Regions from separate parts of the Mus musculus genome. Here region 2 is linked to region 1. Evidence: chromatin contacts called from public HiChIP or PLAC-seq data. All regions are on one chromosome and are shown on one strand. The core of a region is the stretch at or near the end of the contact, and the rest is flanking DNA. Distances in the headings are between cores, read along the strand shown.

Region 1 (5,427 bases), core at 1,972-4,471:
TAACCCTAGTTGTTACTGAAAGTGTTGTCAGTTATGTTTTCCACAAGAGAGATGTAAACTGTCTTACAATTTAGGACTAGTCAATGAGGAAGTTCTCTGGGACAGCAGGAAGGAGGAAGCACATAAGATAATTCATGCCCTAGTCATAGAAATAAAAAGTATATAATTTCTGTAGTCACTGAATACAGTTACATATTGCTGAGACTCAAGAACAGAAAACATGGAACAGTTTTGAATGTAGGAGGCGTATGTGTAAAATGTCTATGAAATGCGGGATACTCTAGACAAAAATCTTTGGAAAAACAAAATCTACCTCAGGCTTTCTAAAAATCACACTATTGAGATGTGCATACCCACCTGGTCATATAATCCAAGGCAGCTTTAGTAGAGCCTCACAGATACCCCTGGTGTCTCTGTCTCTCTGTCTGTCTCTCTGTCTCTCTGTCTCTCTGTCTCTCTGTCTCTCTCTGTCTCTCTGTCTGTCTCTCTGTCTCTCTGTCTCTCTCTCTCTGTCTCTCTGTCTCTCTCTCCTTTCCTCCTAAAAAAGGAAATAACAGATGATTATTTGTTAGTCTAGATTTTTCTCAGTTTAACCAAATTCTACCTAGTGCTTGCAATCTGCCATGTGTTTTGGATTTACATATTAATATACAGAATACTTTTATCATCCTTGAAAGGGGGACAAAGATATATCCTGTATTCTTTTTAGGATTACAATGAATGAATCAAAAGGAGGAGGAGGAGAAGGAAAGGGGAGGGAAGGAGGAAGAGGACCAGCAGGAGGAAGACAGTTAAGGAAAGCACAGGAGCTCACTTAGAAGTAATACAGCATGGCTCTCCCCACCCTCTGAAACTTTGATCAAGAAAGGTAACCTTGAAGTACTGTGGTGTTTTCCCGCTCTCTAACACTGCAAGTGCAATCCGTAAAAGCAGAATATGAGAAGCGCAAATGTAAAGTAGAAGTATAAATACTCAGTGCAATGGAAAGAAGAGAAAACTTTTAATCATGCCTTGAAGAGTACTATAGAAGATAGTTGTTCGTATGCTGTGCACAACCAATGCATATGTGTTTCCATATACTCATCAAACAAAACAAAACGAAACAAACATACAAAAAATAAATGACTCCCTCTCCTCTCCTTGGTAGCACCTAGTGTTCTTAAACTCTTCACTTAACCTCAAAGCTCGTGTTTGGTCATTTATTGCTACATCTAATAAATGTGAATGACATACATCATGTCAACCTTGTGCTGGATGCCCAAGGGCCATAATGAACAAGGCAGACATTATCCCTGTTCTTCTACATCTTAATATCCAGGAGCAGACAGGTATTCAGAAACAAATCAAGGTTTTGCTTTTCATAACCTTTGTTCTATATGTTTGATTTGTCATAAAATCTGTTCAACAGCAGCAACTGGGTGTTATGAAGACAATGGTAAATTCTCCAAGGAGTTCTCAGCAGGTGCTGTTGTTTTGTTTGTTTGTTTAAGGCAACTCCGTGTCTCTGGTAAGAAGCAGGTTTGATATCATACTAGCTGGCAGTTTACAACCGTGCCTTTCTTCCCTTTTCGATGTTCCATAGAAAAGGCTGCAGATTCTGGATTCTCATTCTGCAGCCTTCCTCAACCACGAGGAAAAGCCATCTTACTCAGTTCCAGGCAAGAAGATGTTGAAGGCCCATTTTCAAGAGTCCTTAAGGGAATGCTTTTTACATGTCAAATGGATATGAGTAAGAAAAAGTGCAGTCTACCTGGGCCTCTCGGTTTCCTAAGCTTGAATTCAGCTGGCCATGGGAGATTGCCCAGTCTGTGGCGATGAATGAAATGAGGGAGAATTACATCAGTATTAGTTTACTTCCCTGATAGTCTTGAGCCACAGAGTAAGACACACCAATCATTTTGCTACATAAAAGAATTGTGTCTGAACTATTTCCCTTTGGCTATTGTGTTACTTGGTACTTACATGTTACTTGGTGATAGGTTTTTGTGGTGGTAGTACTGATGGTGGTCGTGACGGTGGTGCAAGTGGGAGTGGTATTGTTGAGTCTTGATTCAGAAATCAGGAGGGTATTGAAGTATTCATGGGTTGTATCATTTTGATAACCAGGCACTATTGGGTGATAACACTGATTTCCAGTGTAAGCCAAGAATTTGCAGGAAGTTCAGGATGCCTTTTTCTTTTCTTCTCTTCTCTTCTTTTCTCTTCTCTTCTCTTTTCTTTCTTTCTTTGTTTTTTTTTTGTTTGTTTTTTTGTTTTTTAATGAACATTAGGACCTCATGAGTGGATAAGCACAGGCAACTGAAATTTTTGTTCTCTATAGGGTCCTCCTAAATTCTTAAATTTTCATTGCTTCAGGACTTGCATTTTCACAGGAATTAAACAATGGATATAAAAGAAGAGAGATAAACAATCACACCCAGAGTGACTTCCCACTCTTCATTGTCTCATGCAAAGGAAAGAAATTCTTTGGGTGAGTTCCTTCCAAAGCAAACATCCTGAGCACCTAGGCATCCCACTTGTGGATCACAGTAGCCAGCAGGATGACTCACTGGTATTCATGGAACTCCCTGTTGCCAGTGAATTACACTGAGAAGTTTCTAGGCAGCCACATTGCTGGCGATGAAGAGGTCGGGGGCTAGGAGTTGCCCAAATGGGTCACTTTCTAGAATGGTTCTTGATATACTGAGAACTGGGATCTTGGTATTCTAACAGGATCTTTTCTACCGGTAGCATATGCACTTATAGAGCGAGGGAATTAAAATGCAGTGGGTTAAGTTGAAAGCTTAATGCCATGCCATCTGCAAAAACTCAATACTTTTCAAGCTTATATACCCTGCACTCTATCTAAACTACTTGTCCTGCCATCTGCTTTTGTTCTGTAAATAACTATTCCCAATCCAACTGCCTACTGAACAACTAGCCAATGATTCAGTTAATAATTATAAACCTTAACAATCCAGCAAGCAACCACATACAAAGGAACTAGATATCACTTGTCTGAATATTTGATAGTCATGCAAGACCGAAAATGGGCCTTCTGGAACAACAGTCATGTTGGGAACTGTTGGGGAAGGGGCAGGGTGGGGTGGATTGGTGGGTTTTGAATGAAACGTTGCCTTAACGGTCCCAGTTCAATCTTTCCCACACAAGCTCAAGCCCACATCTCACAGAAGTATTATATCTGTTCACTTCCTTGTACTTCGCTCCAAGAATGAGTGAGTCATGGTTTAAGGACAAATTCTTAACATAGGTGCTACAGGCAAACAAAGGAAAACCAAACGCCTCATTCTTCTATTTCTCCTTTAAAAGGAAACTCATGCTGGAGGCATTTGGGTAACATTCCTTTTATATAACAGCACGAACTTCATCTGAAGGAAGAAACAGTGCAGCTGTAGAAACGGGTAGGTGTGGGATTGCTCTTCTCTCACCTATGACCCTTCCTGGCCGTATCTTAATGTAATACCACAAGTTCTGGGCCAGCACTGAATGTGAAGGTGGGACATGGAAAAAGGACATACAGAAGAGGCAGCATGCTTGTCCTGTGTTAGGACATGATGAGGCAGGCTCTTTAAATGCATGGGTGGCTCAGATAGATGGGCTGGGGTTATATCCTGTTCTGATGTTTATTGGCTGTGTGATTCTGGCAATGTAGTAGAGGACTGCTGTGAGTTATCACACCGTTGGAAAAATCAGGATTATATCAAAAGTTAATAGATAATTTATGTTCAGCTGTGTCTGATACACATAGATTCACTGAACCCTGTAGAGTTCAGTGCTGGCTTCTTCTTCAAGACGAGAAACTGATTTTCTTTGTTTTAGGTTTTTGGTTTTGTTGTTGTTTGTTTGTTGTTTTGTTTGGCTTTCATTTTGCCCTGTATTTGAGACTGAAGAAGAACTTACAGGAATGTTCTAGAAACAGGAGAAATTAACTTGTCTCAACAATAGCTCAGATGTGAGACCTCAGAGCTAACCACACATTAACTGCTTTGTGGTCAGATTAAAAAAAAAAGCATGCAGGCCATCTTTACTCCTAATAATTTCTGCATCTCAGAATATGAAAAACTTTTATGTAATATCTTAGATAGTTTCTATTAATCTATTAATCTATCAATGTCCTGAATAGATTTGGTGGTTGCTCTTTGGAACCATTTCACACTGGTAGTGTATCAGATGGCACTCAGAAACATAGGCAGGCAGTGCTTAAATGAAAGAGGTTCCATTCTTCTCTTGTAGAACAGCATTGTCTCCTTCCAGCCAGATCACCATCATTAATTTTATTTAACAGTCTTTTTGAAGAGACATTTTTTTCACTCGTACTATTTCTACTGTGCCACTTCCTGTGTCAGGACATTCGTCCTTTGTGTGTAACTGTTCTCTATGTCCCCTGCTTTGCTTTCTGAGTTTGCTCCCCACATCTGAACTGGAATCACTCCCTTATTGGCTGTGAGGTGCTATCTCCTAGCAACATCAGAAGCTACACTCAAAAGATCTAACCAACCTGACTGTCCAATGTGAAATGAACAAGGATGGACAAAGATGATAGCAATGGACTTTCAAAGTGGATGGAGTCCCTGAGGTCTCTGCCCTAAACAAGGAACTATTGATAAGTGAGCAAAGCTAGGAGTGGGAGAGATGATCTTTCTCAGGGAAGAACACACTAATTGGTTATCCAACACCAACTGATCAACCTTAAAAGCATAAGTAAAAGGAACATTATATAGTCTGAAGAGGTTATATTTAGGAATATTTATGCATATATGTGTATATGTATAAATGTTTATGTGGGTATGTATATGTGTATATTTATATATCTGTATATGTATATTTAGGAATATGTATATGTATATATGCATACATACCTGCATGCAACAACAATTAAGGAAAAAAGAGGTCATGAATTTAAAGGAGAGTGAGGATTTGGAAGGAGAAATGTTATAATTGTATTACAATCTCAAAAAATTCCAAACATAATATTTATTCATAGAAAAAAACAATAAAGACAATTTACACAATATGTTCCTCACAATATGCTATACATTTGTAATCAGTGGATTCTGATGACAAATAATTATCTTTCCACTAATTCCTAGATTTAATTTCTATTTTTAACTTATGATTTCTCCATTTTTCCAATAGTCAACTTGAAAAAAAAATCCTGCTTACTTCATTTATTGGATGTCTAGTTTTCTGGGTTTTCAGAAAATAATAACATTATAATTTTTCACTTAGGAGAATTTTTCATATAGTTGTTTTTGCTTTGCTTTGGACCAAAAACTAGCATTTACAGTTGTCTGTTGGATAAAAGCGAAAAATATCATCTGTCTAAATGTTTTTCACATATTAAGAAAATGTATCTATTTGTTTGTTGTGTACATGTTTGTTTATGTGTGCATGCTTAATACTTACATATGGGTATATACATATTCA
Region 2 (5,563 bases), core at 919-3,418, 570 kb after region 1:
TCAAGGGAGTTCAGACACAAAGCCCTTTGCTCTATTGCTGGTGGGTAGGACACTGAAGCAGCCTGCGGTTCTCATCAGTATCTGCTTGCAGGCGTCAGCTGGTACAAATACCTAGGAGGGAGGGTGGTCAAAAAGGAAGTGACACATTTGGGCCTGACAGTCTGGGAGACAGAGAGGAAAGAGGCACAGCCAAGAGAAAGGACCCCGGGGCTGTGCTTTCTCGTGGGGCAATTTTCTGTGTCACAAAGCCAGAGCTTGCTTCCTGATGAAGCCACCCCCTGGATGTCTTCCAGGCACGGCCAGCTGACAGCAGCAGCTTGTGACAAGATGGTGTGGAGAGTCCGGGAGCCCCTGTAGATGCCCATTCTCAAGTCAGAGGGCCTGTTTCTATGTCTTGATGGTCCCGTGGTATACTTTCCCAGGAAAGTCTTAAAAAGTGTAAGCCCTCTTTCACACACACACACACACACACACACACACACACACACACGCACACTAGCAGCTCAAGCACATAAGTGGGCACATGCACAGTCAGATGTGGAGCCAGCAAGCACCTGGATAGACAGAGTATTACCCCTTTCAGAAGGTCTGCTCCCACACCAGTTACTCAGTGTAACTTAGTTTTGCTTTCTTCTTTTGCTATTTTAATTAACTATTGCTCTTCATTTGTGTGTGCATGCACACATCCAAGGAGAACTTTGTGGAATTGGCTCTTTCCTTCTACCCTGTATGTGGGTTCCAAGGATTGAACTCATGCCACCAGGCTTGTTGCACCACTTGTCTTGGCTTCTAAGAGCACAGAGAGGTTTATTTAGGTTTTTTTTTTTTTTTTTTTGTGTGTGTGTGTGTGTGTGTGTGTGTGTCATGGTAAATACACATTCCTGTGGTCTTTCTTTGTCCGCCGCTCTCTGCAGCCTCATTGATCTTTGCAGTAAGTGCTATACACCGCTGAGACTCAGTTGGTGCTCATTGCTCCTTGGATTCTCCGTGTGGTTTTAAAGCTTATCTTATAGCGTCTGTACCCTTCTAGAGAGACAGACATTCAGGGTTGAAGACACTTGAAGCCCTGGTGTGGCAAGCCCCGCCTTGATGTTTTCTGACAGACAAGAGTACGATGAATTATCTTTTCTCCTGAGCATCCTCACTGGCTCTGTTCTTGGTCAGGAACCACCCCTTGATGAGAGGAATGCTCACCCAGTCATGTGAGAATTCTTCTTCAGGTCCTAGAACTTTAACGGACTTGATCCAGCAACGTAAACTTTCCTTCAGGGCTTGAGATTTGTCTGTTGGCCTCTGTAAATGTTTAACTATGTCTTTGCCCCCTTATTGCTAACTGAGGTTGTGCTGAGAACCACAGCTGTGTCTTTCCTCTGCATGTCTCTTCCCCCTCTTAGAGATTAAATGGACTCCAGGTCTGAGAGTCAGCTGCTGGACTCCCCTGGTTGCTACCCTGGGCCTCAAATTCTGCAACCAAATAATAACCATTTATAATTCATAGCTCGATCTCTCCCTCTCCCTCTCCCTCTCTCCCTCCCTCCCTCCTTCCCTGTGTGTGTGTATGTGTCGATGAAATGAGATTGTATATGTAGGAAATGTCTAAAATTTTAATCATAGCCATCTTGGGTAGGTACTCTTCTTAAGGTAATGCAGGATGCTGGATCGGGCCTCTGATTGGGAAGACAGGTGACTGCCTACCTGGCGTCTGCTGTTCTCTTCCTATAGTGCATCACACTTACTGTCTGTGCCCTGGTGCCCCCCCCCCCCCCAATATTCTAGGAACTTCACTGGGAAATGCTTCTAGTGGGATGAATGACAGATGCTCTGCGAAGTGCCACTAGCGCTCTTAGGTGGTTAGGGAAGGTCAGGCCCCAGCCTCTGTGGTTTCTAGGATAATGTGAAAACACTGGATTGAGGAGACCAGCTTAGTAGCTGGACCAGTCTAGAAGGGCCCAGGAATAGCTGAATAAATAAGAGTAAGAGCCCCTAGGCCCTGTCCTGGAGAAGCAGCTCAGGCAGTAGGGCAGAACTTGGAGCCAGGCCAGCCTTTTGTGGTTGCTTTTAAAAAGAAACAAAACAAAGCCTGACTTCCGACCAGCTGACCCCTAAGCCTCTAAGCCTAGTAGCTCCCTGCTGGGACCTTTCAGACCTGCAGGGGAGCTTGGCTGGGTGCCAGGCCTGGCCTTCTGTCAGCCAAAGCAAGCCAGAGACTGACGCTCTCTCTCCCTCATCCATACTGTTGGTTCAGGCAGGCCCTATTCTCCTCCCAGCCAACTCTGAGGCTCTCCTGCCTGGAGGGTTAGCGACTGGGACCCAGTGTCCGTCGATGAAGGCTTTCCCCACACCATACCCTTCCTTTACCCCTAGGCCTTCCACTCACCCATATATATATATATATATATATTTTTTTTTTTTTAAGCACATTCCTCTGTGGACAGGTCAGGGTCAGATATAAGGAAGAATTGTTGATTGCTACTGTAGTCTGTGATTGTGCCAAAGTGGTTTTCTTCTCCCTTGTCTCAGGTCTGATTTTCTTAACTCTACTACGGTAAGAAGATGCCCTCCATCAGCAGGCCGTGTCTGCTGGGACCTCTCTGGAGACTTCCTGAACCCTGTGGATTTACAGTAAGATGCAGTTTCCTGGGGAGTAATTCTGGTGGATACAAATTCCGGAGTATTACACCTGGCTTGCCTGGAGATGTTACAAGTAGCTGGATGGATTCTTCAGCCTGGATGCCCACTGAAAACAAGGACCGAAACTAAGAGGATTGTATCTCTACCCTTGACTCAATGAGAATGTTTGTTGTCATCTCTCGGGCTACCTGGAGCTCCCTCTAAAATGTAAGCCCCTAAGACCCATCTCCTTTCAATGCAGTGTTTCTGGTATGTTCCTGTCTTTACACCAAGCTGTCCTGGATGCTGGTTGAGGGCTGTCTGTTGATGTGGCTGCTAGGAAGAGATCTGCTGTCTTCCGTGTCTGTCTATGTGTCTGGTATGACGCTGGGCGCCTGTGGGAGAAAGACAAAAAATAGAAGTTGTTCGAGTTAATGTTTCTTTCTTTTTCTTTTTTTCTTAAAGATTTATTTATTTATTTGTTTATCTATCTATTTATTTATTATATGGATGTACACTGTAGCTGTCTTCAGACAGCTCCAGAAGAGGGCGTCAGATCTCGTTACAGATGGTTGTGAGCTACCATGTGGTTGCTGGGATTTGAACTCAGGACCTTCAGAAGAGTAGTCGGGGTGCTCTTACCCACTGAGCCATCTCACCAGCCCCTCTAAGTTAAAATAATAATAAAAAGAAAATCCCCTCTGGAGCTACCCTTGCCTATGTTGATGGGTACTTACTGATTGAAGGGTCTTATTTCTGTCTAGACCCTAAATACCTCGAAGGCCAAGGCCTGAGGGGGATGACTATGTCTCTGAGACTTAGTGTATACCTGGTACTGGCCTCTCACCCTACAAGGATGATAAATGAAGATGTGATGGTTAATTCATTAAGACACTGGCAGTTCCATAGGGAAGATAGACACAATCCTTTCTTGGCTCTATGCCAAGAGCGGAGAACACCACGGGACCAGATGTTTGGTACCATGTGTGTCAGCAGGTGGCTGTTCTGAGTTTCAATCTCTACTACCCTATGTGACTCAGGGCCAGTGACAATCCAGTTCCCTTCCCTTCTCTCTTTGGCATGACTGAAGTTAGTATTCTCTTCTGTCACAGGGTTGGTGTTGAGGCTCACAACAGGCACTATGTGCTGAATATGTGCCTGATGCTTTGCACAGGGTCAGGACCATGCCAGAGCAGGGCAGCTTCTGGGGAGGGTGAGTGTTGGTTCCTTTAGAAACTTCTGTTTCTAAGCCAAGCCGGGTAAGCAGTGGCTCGGCTTGGACAGTAGGTTAAGGTTCATAGCTCCTGCAGCCCATGGGCAGGCTGAGCATCAAGTCTGCAATGGTTAGCCAGAGGGAGAGAGTAATGGATTTGACAACCGAGGCCTTTTTGGTTCTACATCGGACTGACGGGGAATCTTGACTCCTTAGGGGTTACAAGGTTGGTAGAATCCAGGGATGTTAACTGTAGTGCCAGGCTGCCCCAAGGAGAGTGATAGCCCCAGTAGGAGCTAGCACAATGTTCAGGTCACAATGCTCAGGTCACCGTTCAGCTGCCAAAGTGGAACTTGACATAGGGTCTGCTTGGGATGGGCTTCTTGGTCTTGTGTTCCCATGATGAACTTCTAGGCAGGCCTAAAAGTTCCACGCATACAGAGTCCTGTGTTTATGATATGCTGTTATTCACAGACCCTAGATGTACACCGACTTTATGCTGCAGCAGAGTTCATCTGGTGGGAGGGTGGCCCACGGTGGTTTCCTTGTAGCCCCACCGAACATAGATGTGAGCATGGTCCTTTGGAACAACTGCGTAATTCAGTCCGGCACTCCTTTGGAAGGGTTGTGTGTCTCCACTCTAGAGTTGAGAGTGAGGCTTATGACTTCCATAGGTATATGCTTAGGAGACGGTCAAGCTGGAAGCTAGGGTCAGCCGAAGGAGGAAGTTTTTCTCCTGGGGCTGGAGGTGTATGTGATGCGACTTTCTCCTGTCGTTGGCTTCTTATGCCCTTAAAACCTTCAGTCCTCCTTCCTCCACCTGAGAAAAACAGACTTTAGGGATTTCCACAGGGCTTGAGCATTACGGCTGAGACTGGGGCTGGAGTTGAGTCAGGCTGGGCAGACGGCATATGTTCTCAACCTATAGATGGGGGCACCCCCCTCCCCCCTGGCTGAATATCAGCTAACCTGCGTATCAGATATTTATATTATGATTCATAACAGTAGCAAAATTACAGTAGCAATGAAATAATTTTATGATGGTGGGGGAATAGTTTTACGAGGAAGTGTATTAAAGGGTCTCAGTACTGGGTTGAGAACCACTGGTTTGGAGAGAATTCTTTATGCTTTCGGTGAGTGGGGGCTTACTGGATAGGGTATTTGGAGCTATGCTCACAGACCTGCCTGATTTGGAGTGGTGACTGGAGTCATTTCAGGGAGGGGCTACTGCAGCTTTTAGCCCCACTATGTCTTCCTAGCCCCCCCTCCCCCATTCTTCCTCTGTGACAGCTATCTTTCACTTATTGCATAGCTCACAGCTCCTTTTCTCTGCTTCGATTGGTCACTCTCTAGAATAACCCTTCTGTGGTGGTTCTCTTCATCTCCTGCCCTTACAAGAGGGTGATGGTGGGCTCAGGCTCCGAAAGAAATAACACAGAACCATAACTGAGAAATAAGACAGTTGCTGAATGGGCATGGAACTAGCAGCTATCACCATTTATTAAGCCAGTGCAGGCGGCATGGCAAACACTGAACCACATATGTGTCAAAACAGGACCACGGGGTAGACATTGTTAGGATATGGGTTATAAAGCAAAGTAGGTTTCCCCAGGAAACACAATGCTGCCAGCCTCCACAGCCATGGGCCATGCTGCCTGGAGTTGAGAGATGTGACTCCTGCCCCCTTCTTGTCCCCTAGAGTGCCTATAATATAGAACAGGTCACCTTTCTTCTTTTGGT

The links. HiChIP or PLAC-seq counts read pairs in DNA pulled down with a chosen protein or histone mark.
Region 2: a FOXA1 HiChIP or PLAC-seq map of pancreatic cancer cells shows a contact between it and region 1. The contact joins two enhancer-like sites. A contact is called at or near these places in 3 of 115 datasets of contacts at active chromatin or transcription factors (extraembryonic endoderm stem cells, microglia and pancreatic cancer cells).

Annotation. Positions count from the first base shown.
Region 1 is chr15:61,529,715-61,535,141 of GRCm38.p6, forward strand. No RefSeq gene overlaps it. Among named protein-coding and RNA genes, the nearest start is that of Gm24696, 170 kb to the left of the region's middle. Within about 2 kb of position 3,222, at least 64 of the 459 cell types and tissues checked have an H3K27ac peak or open chromatin away from gene starts, as enhancers often do. A contact at or near this core is called in pancreatic cancer cells, where this site is marked.
Region 2 is chr15:62,104,628-62,110,190 of GRCm38.p6, forward strand. All of the region lies in intron 1 of Pvt1 (Pvt1 oncogene), which reads left to right. Among named protein-coding and RNA genes, the nearest start is that of Pvt1, 69 kb to the left of the region's middle. Within about 2 kb of position 2,169, at least 151 of the 459 cell types and tissues checked have an H3K27ac peak or open chromatin away from gene starts, as enhancers often do. A contact at or near this core is called in pancreatic cancer cells, where this site is marked.